2 separate regions of the Gossypium arboreum genome follow, and region 2 is linked to region 1. A link is a contact called in public Hi-C data. All regions are on one chromosome and are shown on one strand. Each heading gives the region's core, a stretch centred on a gene start, on an enhancer-like site or on the middle of the called end of the contact. The rest is flanking DNA. Distances are from core to core; before and after follow the strand shown.

Evidence for each region. A called contact is a pair of places that touch in the nucleus more often than the background predicts.
Region 2: a Hi-C map of leaf shows a contact between it and region 1, with 2.9 times the contacts expected there. The contact joins the promoter of LOC108484209 here to the promoter of LOC108477473 in region 1. A contact is called at or near these places in 2 of 5 Hi-C or Micro-C datasets (both in leaf).

What each region holds. Positions count from the first base shown.
Region 1 is chr6:110,819,531-110,824,146 of ASM2569848v2, forward strand. LOC108477473 (protein indeterminate-domain 12-like) reads right to left here and starts at 2,406. Exons shown (of 3, transcript XM_053029215.1): 1 at 1,391-2,406; 2 at 903-1,302; 3 at 1-262. The coding sequence starts at 1,541.
Region 2 is chr6:111,015,125-111,019,740 of ASM2569848v2, forward strand. It overlaps LOC108484209 (beta-fructofuranosidase, insoluble isoenzyme CWINV1-like), which reads left to right and starts at 2,514. Exons shown (of 6, transcript XM_017787915.2): 1 at 2,514-2,858; 2 at 2,978-2,986; 3 at 3,117-3,967; 4 at 4,066-4,224; 5 at 4,315-4,616. The coding sequence starts at 2,675.

The sequences.
Region 1 (4,616 bases), core at 1,156-3,655:
TGGGTGATCTAAAAGGTTTATTGGTGGGGGACCAGGCCATGGTGGATTAAGGCTATCTTCTGTTGTTGGTCTTGCATTGAAAGGATGTTCTTCTCTTTTCACTGATAAGCCATAGAAATCGTGGCTATGGAGTTGGGATTGCAGATTGTTCATATGTGAAACTGAAGAACCACCAGGTACTTGCTGTGCTGGGCCTGTAATTGCTCTTGCACTCTCCTCAGCCAAGGCATCGCAAAACGCTCTGTGAGTGATGAAACTGTCCCTTCTGTATCAATCCCCCCCCCCCCCCAAAAAAAAAAAAACAAAAAGAGCATCTCATCAGCAAGGGATCCAACATAAAACAGTGGTGCAATAGTACCTTTCTCATGTGATCAACTTTTTGTATCCTCACTAGTCCCCCGGACAAAAGACATACCAGGTGTAAGTAACCATCAAAAAGTTACTAATTTCTTAATCTAAGCACCATTCTCTTGTTCTCGTTGGCCATTAGAATATTGTTTCTCAAACCCCTTTCTGAATATTGTGCTCCACGAGGCTACTACTCTTTTACTGTTCTTGAAATTAATACTCTATACACTGTGCTATGCAAATCATGTGAACCTGGTATGTACTGCTACCAGCAGCCTGTCAGCCTTTATTCTTCCTACATATATGTATGTATATATCACATACAATCACATAACACAAGCTAACGTTATTTGCATGCAGAAGAATGAAGGTTGGCAATCAGTTGAATACTCAATAACACCTTAACAAGCACCAGTGTTTGAGCTTCGCCGACAGTTCCATTTAAAGTGAGATTTGTATTGTAAATATCACTATCCATCTTTTCTAAAACTGAGTGACATTTGATTTGTAAACTTAAGTGGGTTACTCATAGATGATGTTATTGTTGAGTTTACCTGGAGAAAAGGGTGCCGCAGTCACATCTATACTCTCTGGTGCCACAAATTTTGGAATGAGCTTTCCAGTCAGATTGAACAGCGTAAGTCTTTGAACACTTTTCGCATTTCCATTTCTTCTCACCATGCTTTCTGCAGAAGTGTTTCTTGATCCCCGTGAGGTCTCCAAGAGCCCTAGCTGGGTCATGGTGCACGCATGTTGTCTCTGGGCACACATACACCTTCTTCCTCACCACTTCCTTGTTTGTTCTTTGCTTTAGTTTCCATGGCAGGTTATGCCCTCTCCTATGGAGCTGAAGGTTCTGGTCTCTTTGAAACCCTTTGTTGCAGATCTCACACATGAATCTATTTGTTGCCAACAGTGTCTTTGGGGACAAAGCTATGACTTCTGCATCTGGGTCTGAATGCAAAAAAATAATAATAATAATAATAGAGACCCCAAAACGGTAGAATGATGTTTGATTAATTTAGAGAAAATTGATATTAACCTGGGTTGCCTGGAAGATTTCTCTTCTTCTTTGCTGCTGCAGGTGCTTGATTTGTTGAAGCAAAAGACTGTTGTGGTGGGTACAGTACTGTGCCTGAAGAAGCACTAAATTCACCAGATGTTGAAGTCAAATTGGACATACTCTCATCCATCCCTATTATATACTCGATCACTGGATTTTGTGATGATGATACAAATTTTATATATTTACACACACACAAAAGATTCACTTGATGACAACCCTATAGACTTCTACATATATTATTTATCAACTTTATAATATATATTACCTATGACAGAAAGTTCTGAGATCTGCTTATGAACCACTTATCTAGAAAGGCTGTTTAAAGTGGAAAGTAACAAATAATGCAAGAAGAGTAGCAGATCCCCTTCCTCTACCAAATCCCATATCATCTTAATTTTGAATTTCTTAGTATCTTGCTGGTATTCTACTGGGTTTTTTTTTCTTTGCTTTTAATTGCAGTAAGTTGTTGAAACTTGAATTGAAGCTATATATATAAACAAAGAGAGATGATGTAAAAAATGAAAAGAACAAAGACTAGAGTGAAGAAAGACAAGTTCCAAAATGGATTATGGCGCCCCCCAAAACCTTAAAATCTTTGCTTGTTGCAGATGAAAACTCCATGAAGATCAATGAACCAAACGCCATATACTCGAACCCCCAAAAGAGAACAGAAAGAATATTAAAAAGAAACTGCAAAACGTGAGAGAGAGAGCTGAGGGGAAAGGGAGAGAGGTAGAGATGTGGATGAGAATTGAGAGGAGAGATTCCTGAGAAACAAACACTCCACTTATTATCTCCCCCCCCCCCAACAAAAAAAAAAAAAAAAACCAAAAGCCAATAGAGGTTTGCTTGTTTGTGACCTTTTCACTTTCTGTCTTTTCTTGTGTTTTCTTCTTAGTCTTACTCTCTCAGAGGGGGAAAAAAAGCAAAACAAAATAACTTTTTTTCATGCTGGTTTTTTTTTTTTTTTAATAAAAAGAACACTGATTTTATTCCCCATTTTCACACCACCTTTCCTCTTAACATAAAAAGTAGGCATAAAGTAACCCAAATCAAAAAGATGGTAGTAGTATTTTACTTGCCCGTAAGTAATCACATGTAAAGGATTAAACTGAAATGAATATAGATTATGTATGTCATATATATTACGATTAATTCTATAGTTTGTCCTCACATCATGATTCCAGTTTCAAATTTCAAAGCATTATAATTGAATCATTAAAGTATTTCGTGAATCTAATTGTTAGCATGGTATTAAATACTAGATCAAATTTAATGTAGAGTATATTTAAAATATATTAATTAAATTGTAAACATGAGTATATGAATAGCTTAAATTTTACATATTAAAAATGAAATAACTCTCTTAAATCTTATTAGTAGGGTGAGGCTAAGAATTTAGTGTAGAAATTTGGGGACTTTGTGCTAAAATAACTTAAATTGAGGAAGGACTGAAATAATTTTTTAGATTTAATCAAGAGGTTAAAAGAGATTATTAAATTTTAATAGATGCTAAAAATGCAATTGTACCTTTTAACCAAGGGCAAGCCCTTTGTAAACGCTTTATATAATTTGATTCATAACTAACATTTTAACTCCTATAAATTGAGAATTAGGTTGATGGATAAAATTCATTCATATAATTTTATACTTTGAAAATTTTTAAAGTTTAAGGATAATTTAAGATTTTCTTCTTTTTTTTTGAGAATTGATCAAATAGGAATAAAAACAATAATTTGGGAATGTGTGATAGAATTAATCCTGTATTTATATGAAGAAAGCAAAGTTGATTACATTCTTTTAAGAAAATTGTAAATATTTATGTACTTAATACATGGACAACTTAGATCAGATGTGTCAAAAGAAGAAATAACTCCTCAAAATTTTATTTCCACTATTTTTAACACTTTAAACCCAAACTATATTAATGTAATAAGTATATACGTATTTACAATTTGATCTACATGCTTTAAATATGTTTCAAGATAGATCTAATCCGGATTTTAACACCAATAAATTGAAGGTTAAGTTAATAAAAAGTTGTGATGGATATAATATTAATATTTGAGGATTCAAAGATATGGAGTAAGTTAGAATGAAAACAATAAATAGGGGATGTATGAGAGAATTAAGCCTATATTTATGTAAAGAAAGCAAAGTTGATTACAGGCTTTTTAAGAAAGGATAAAAGAGGTTAGAAAGCAAAACGTCTTTCGTCTGAGAAACCTTACATAAAACATGATTGATTCAGTGATTGAACACCAAATTCCAGCAGAGACACAGTTCCCAAAATTCTTTCTTTATTTTTTTTTTTAAAAGCATACAAATACTATAATATGTAAGTACGATTTAGTGTTTTGGATTAACTTTGTAACTTCATTTAAAAAAGCCTACAACTGTATTATATCCTTTGGAGAAAATTCAACATAGAAAAGAGGTCGGTCCCCAAATATGCTGCCCAACCCATCATCATCGCTTAAATTATTGTGGGTGTGAGAGAGAAAAAAATTGATAGTTGACAACAACATGGTCATAAGGCAACATGAGGAGGATAAAGTATGAGAATTTTTTAAATTTATTAGATTATTTCGATTTAGGCTAGTTTTAAATTAGAATAATTCTGGGTAGTTGAAGTTTTTTTTTTTGTTTTTAGTAATTTTAGGTTTCATTTGAATGATTTTGGGGTTTGGGATAGGTTTGAGTTTTGTTTAATTTAGGTTTAAGTTAATTTGAGTTTGGATCATTGAATATTAAGATAAAATTATGTTGAGTTTGGATTTAAATTTGAATAGATAGAATAAGTTAGAATTAAAAGATTTAATCTATATTAGATTATGACACACGGATCATGTGGATATAAAAAATTATATAACGGACGTATTAATAAAATATCGATTTAAGAATTAAATGAAATTTTGTTGAAATGGTGAGGACATTAAAAATTATGATATTTTGGGTTTAAATCTATCAAGTATATTTTCTAAATTCCATATGATTTGAAATGACAAAAATATATCCACAATTAAGTTTATTATTTTATAAAAGAAAGGATTTTTAATAATTACTCAATTGAGTTGAGATTTAGTTAAAAGATGAGAAGGAATGAATAAACCCTTAAATATAGTGTAGATATATAATAAAAGGGGCATTCAAATGCATTTTTCAGAAAATTTACAAGTACAATGTAATTATAAATAATACA
Region 2 (4,616 bases), core at 1,264-3,763, 200 kb after region 1:
ACATGTAATTACTATTATTATATTTTTATTTCCATATTTTCCAACATATTCAATGATACATCTATTGAATAATTATATTTATTGTTGAAATAGGTGACTATCCACTTAGTTGTATTCTTATGAAGAGATTTAAGAACTCCTATAAATAGAAAACAAAGTTTTTTTTCTATTTCTCCCACTATATTTTATATTCCTAGATTAATCTATAAAAGATTATTGCAGAAATTCTTTCTCAAAATTCTTTATGGAAATTGATATCCTTACTATACTCTGCTCAATGCTTAGTAAACTATTTCCATTAATGCAAAATGTAAACGGCCATTGAGTTTTGCTGTATCCTTGAAATTCATTTGTAAATAACTCTTCTGCACACTATAATATAAGTGGGACTAATAGAACCTTAAAATAAGTAACATTGATACACGTCTTTAAATTTATTTTTATCCCCACTCACCCGGCAAATCATTTGTTTAATGAGAAACTAAATACTTAATATAACCAGTCATTTAAAACTTTAAAATGCACCCATTGAAGGTCTTTTTTAAGTATACTTTCTGTCATTACTTTTCATACATTCAAAATTTAGATTATTTACTTTTAAATTAAAGGAATTTTGTCGTTTTATATTTTTTATTTAATAATTAAAGTGTAATTAGTAACATTTTTAAAGGGCTTCAATTAAATTAGACTATTTCACCAATATTATTTTTATGGAATGCCAAATAACCAAGTTAAATTCTATTTGCATGGAAGGCCACATTTGCCTATTTATACATCATGCCAACAAAACATTATAGCCACGTTTTGCATGGATACTCCAAGGGTTTTGCATTAGGAGAAATACATGTCATCATCCACCATATACACTTTCATGTTTGGCAGCACATTGACTTGGAAAGATAATGCATCCTCCCTCACTACACACCATAAACATGGAGACTCGTGTATATATATATATCATCAAGTTTTCACACCAAAACAACATAAATTCATTTCAAAGATAAAATAACCCATACAAGAAATGCCTCTAAGATATGTTATTCATCAACATAAAAAATACAAGAGCATTTAAAACAGATAAAACCAAAGATTTTCACCCCTTGTTTCCCGCTTCTTTGCTTGTGGTCCACTCAAAACACTTGGCATTAAATGAGCCTGGGATGCCATGGGTAGCCACACCGTGAGGTCCACATCCCACCACTAATGCTTTTGACAAAACTACTAACTATAACATTAATAATAAATAATATATATTTAATCTGTAATGAAGTTTTTTTTTAATACATAACATGAATCCAATGATTCCGTAAGATCAATTTTGAGTTTTTAGTAATTTCGCTTTTCAATAATTTCAAATCTATGACCGAAGTTGTAAATGATATGGAAACTCGAAATTTAAATCAAAATTGAATCCAAAAAGTGAAATCTTAACTAACTTGGTATTAAAGATAACTTGGACAAAAATAGCTATTACAACTTTCACACCGTTATAAATTCATTACATGAGAAATGTTATTTTTTTTAAGAATAGAATTATCAAATTTAGAAAAAAAAAATATTTATAGTAGATGTCGAAGGACAAGTTCCATTAGTACAATAAAAGCTTTAGCTTTAGCATTAATAGAATATTATAACACGTTAACAATTGTTTTTATTACAATTCAAGCACGATATATTTAGAGTGATTGCAAGCACTTAACACGATAAAAAAATTAGCCCCTGATGGTCCAAAGCAACGAGTAAAAATTGATAAAAGAATTGAGCATTCATCAAACTATAGAGGACGACAACAAAACCATCCCTAAAATGACTTGTAAAATTAATATTACATGCATAAGCAAAACTAAAAATCGTACTATAAGAGTAGATAAAAACTTCTAAAAATAAAGATTTATTAAACAATGGAAAAGCAAACAAAAAAAATATAAAACTTAAGATGACACGAGTCCAAATTGACTCGTGAAATCATTTATTATTCTAAAATATTCTCAAAACAGAAATAGATTAAGAAGTTAACGAAGAACCACTCACTTTCCAAGAAAAACTACTGGCTACATGTGGAGTTTTAGCGAACGACAGACATCGTTATCTGTTTATCATAACTTGTAAAGATAGCAAAGATACTCACAAAATAAATCTGTAAATTGAAAAAGAGAGAAGACATGTGGAGCGAATGAGAAGAAGAAAGAAAAAATCAGTGAGAGAGAGAAAAAAGCGGGTGATAGCTAATCCAATTGCATGAGCAAATTTAAATTATTAAAATGTCATAATCTAATTTAATGGAAGCCCAATTGGAATTCAAATTTTAAAATCTTGTGAAAAGTATAGGGATTGGGAAATAATTAAACTCTTTTGAATAGATTGATAATAAAGACACAATCACGTGTTTTCTTGTCAGGTAATTGGTATCTCATTTGTTACTTATAGAAACTAAGCATATAATTAAATGGACAAGTTGCATTAGTAAGAGTATTAAATTTAATAAACTTATCTATATTGCTATATAAGTCTGGCACTCTTTCCTTATTCATTTGGGTTTTTGAGTTGACCCTGCACTGTTACAGGAACAAATGGGGAAAAAGTTAACCAGAATATGATTCAGCCTACCATCCTGAAACTGTCTTCATTTTGTTAATATCTTTATGGGAACTACATAACAACCATTGAGCCATTGATGACTTACCTGAAGCTGGAGGTTACAATGGAGAAATCTGTTGTTTTGGTCATTGGCTTCTGGCTTTTGTTGTTGGGAAATGGAGTTCAATCTCATAGACAAGACAAAAAGCATCAATCTCTTCCAAGGGATCAGCCTTATAGAACTGGCTACCACTTTCAGCCTCCCAAAAACTGGATGAATGGTTTGTTTCCTTACAACTTCGACTTACCGTCTTTATACCCAGTTTTACAGAGTTGACTTTTTCTTTTTTGTGTGTTTTTTGACATGTAATCCTCAAATGGGGCACTTATGGCACTGCAGATCCTAATGGTAAGCCATTTTGTTTCTCCTGGTTAAGCTTTTCATGTGTTATGGTCATGATATTCCTGCAATTCCTCATATGAACAAACAAACTGTGGTTAATTTTGTAATAATGTTCCATATGATCCATCTACCTCAGGTCCAATGTACTACAAGGGAGTTTACCATCTGTTCTATCAATATAATCCGTATGCTGCAGTGTGGGGCAACATAACGTGGGCTCACTCAATATCATATGATCTTGTCAACTGGATTAATCTTGATATTGCACTTTCTCCCGGTGATCCTTTCGATATCAATGGTTGCTGGTCAGGCTCAACCACGTTCCTTTCCGGGGAGAAACCTGTCATTTTATACACTGGAAGTGATACCATGAATCGTCAAGTTCAGAACTTGGCTGAGCCAAAGAACCTATCTGATCCTCTGCTAAGGGAATGGGTAAAATCATCTCATAATCCTCTAATGTCCCCTGTTGATGGTATTGACCCAAAGAACTTTAGGGATCCAACAACTGCTTGGCAAGGCCCTGATGGATTATGGAGAGTCTTAGTTGGAAACGAGATGGATGGCCATGGAAGGGCACTGCTCTATCGAAGTCAAGATTTCATTACATGGTCCCAGAGCAAAGAACCTATTCACTCATCCACAAGGACTGGCATGTGGGAATGTCCTGATTTCTATCCAGTTTCCATTGATGGAAAAAATGGAGTTGAAACCTCTTCACTTGACAAATTCACAAAACATGTTCTCAAGGCAAGCTTCGACAACAGCGATCACTATGTACTAGGAAACTATACCTCCGTGACAGATAACTTTTTGGTTGACACTGATTTTTTGGACAACGGTTCAGATTTACGATATGATTATGGTAACTTTTATGCTTCAAAGACATTTTTCGACAGTGGCAAGAAGAGAAGGATTTTATGGGGATGGATATTAGAGTCCGATAATACAACAGATGACGTCAAGAAAGGTTGGTCTGGTCTTCAGGTAATATAACCTGTAATCCTGGTAGTCACATAATATAATTGCAAGTGGTTCAGATTGAAGATTCCAAGTTTTCTAACATAACTGATGTTTGTTTTCAGTCGATTCCTCGAACCATTCTCCTTAGTAAAACTGGTAAGCAATTGATTCAATGGCCACTGGAAGAGATTGAGAAGCAGCATACCATAAAAGTCAGCTTCGAGAACAAGGAACTTAAGGGTGGATCTGTACTTGAAGTCTCAGGCATTACAGCTTCACAGGTATTGCTTTATTTCTCAATTATGCTTGATGCTCAGGAATCACTTACAGGTGAAATATTAGTTAACTATATTGGCTTCATGCTGCTAAAGGCCGATGTCGAAGTTTCCTTCAGTTTGTCCAGCTTAAAGGAGGCTGAATTAATGGATCCAAGTTGGGTTGATCCAAAACTGCTCTGTAGTCAAAAGACAGCATCAGTTCGAAGCAATGTTGGACCATTTGGAATACTGGTTTTAGCTTCGAAAGACTTGACAGAGCAAACCGCAATCTTCTTTCGCGTTTTTAGAAGTGAGGACAACTATGTAGTGCTCATGTGCAGTGATCAGAGCGGGTCATCAGTAGAGGAAGGACCCCAAAAGACCATTTATGGAGCTTTCATTGACATAGACCCTCT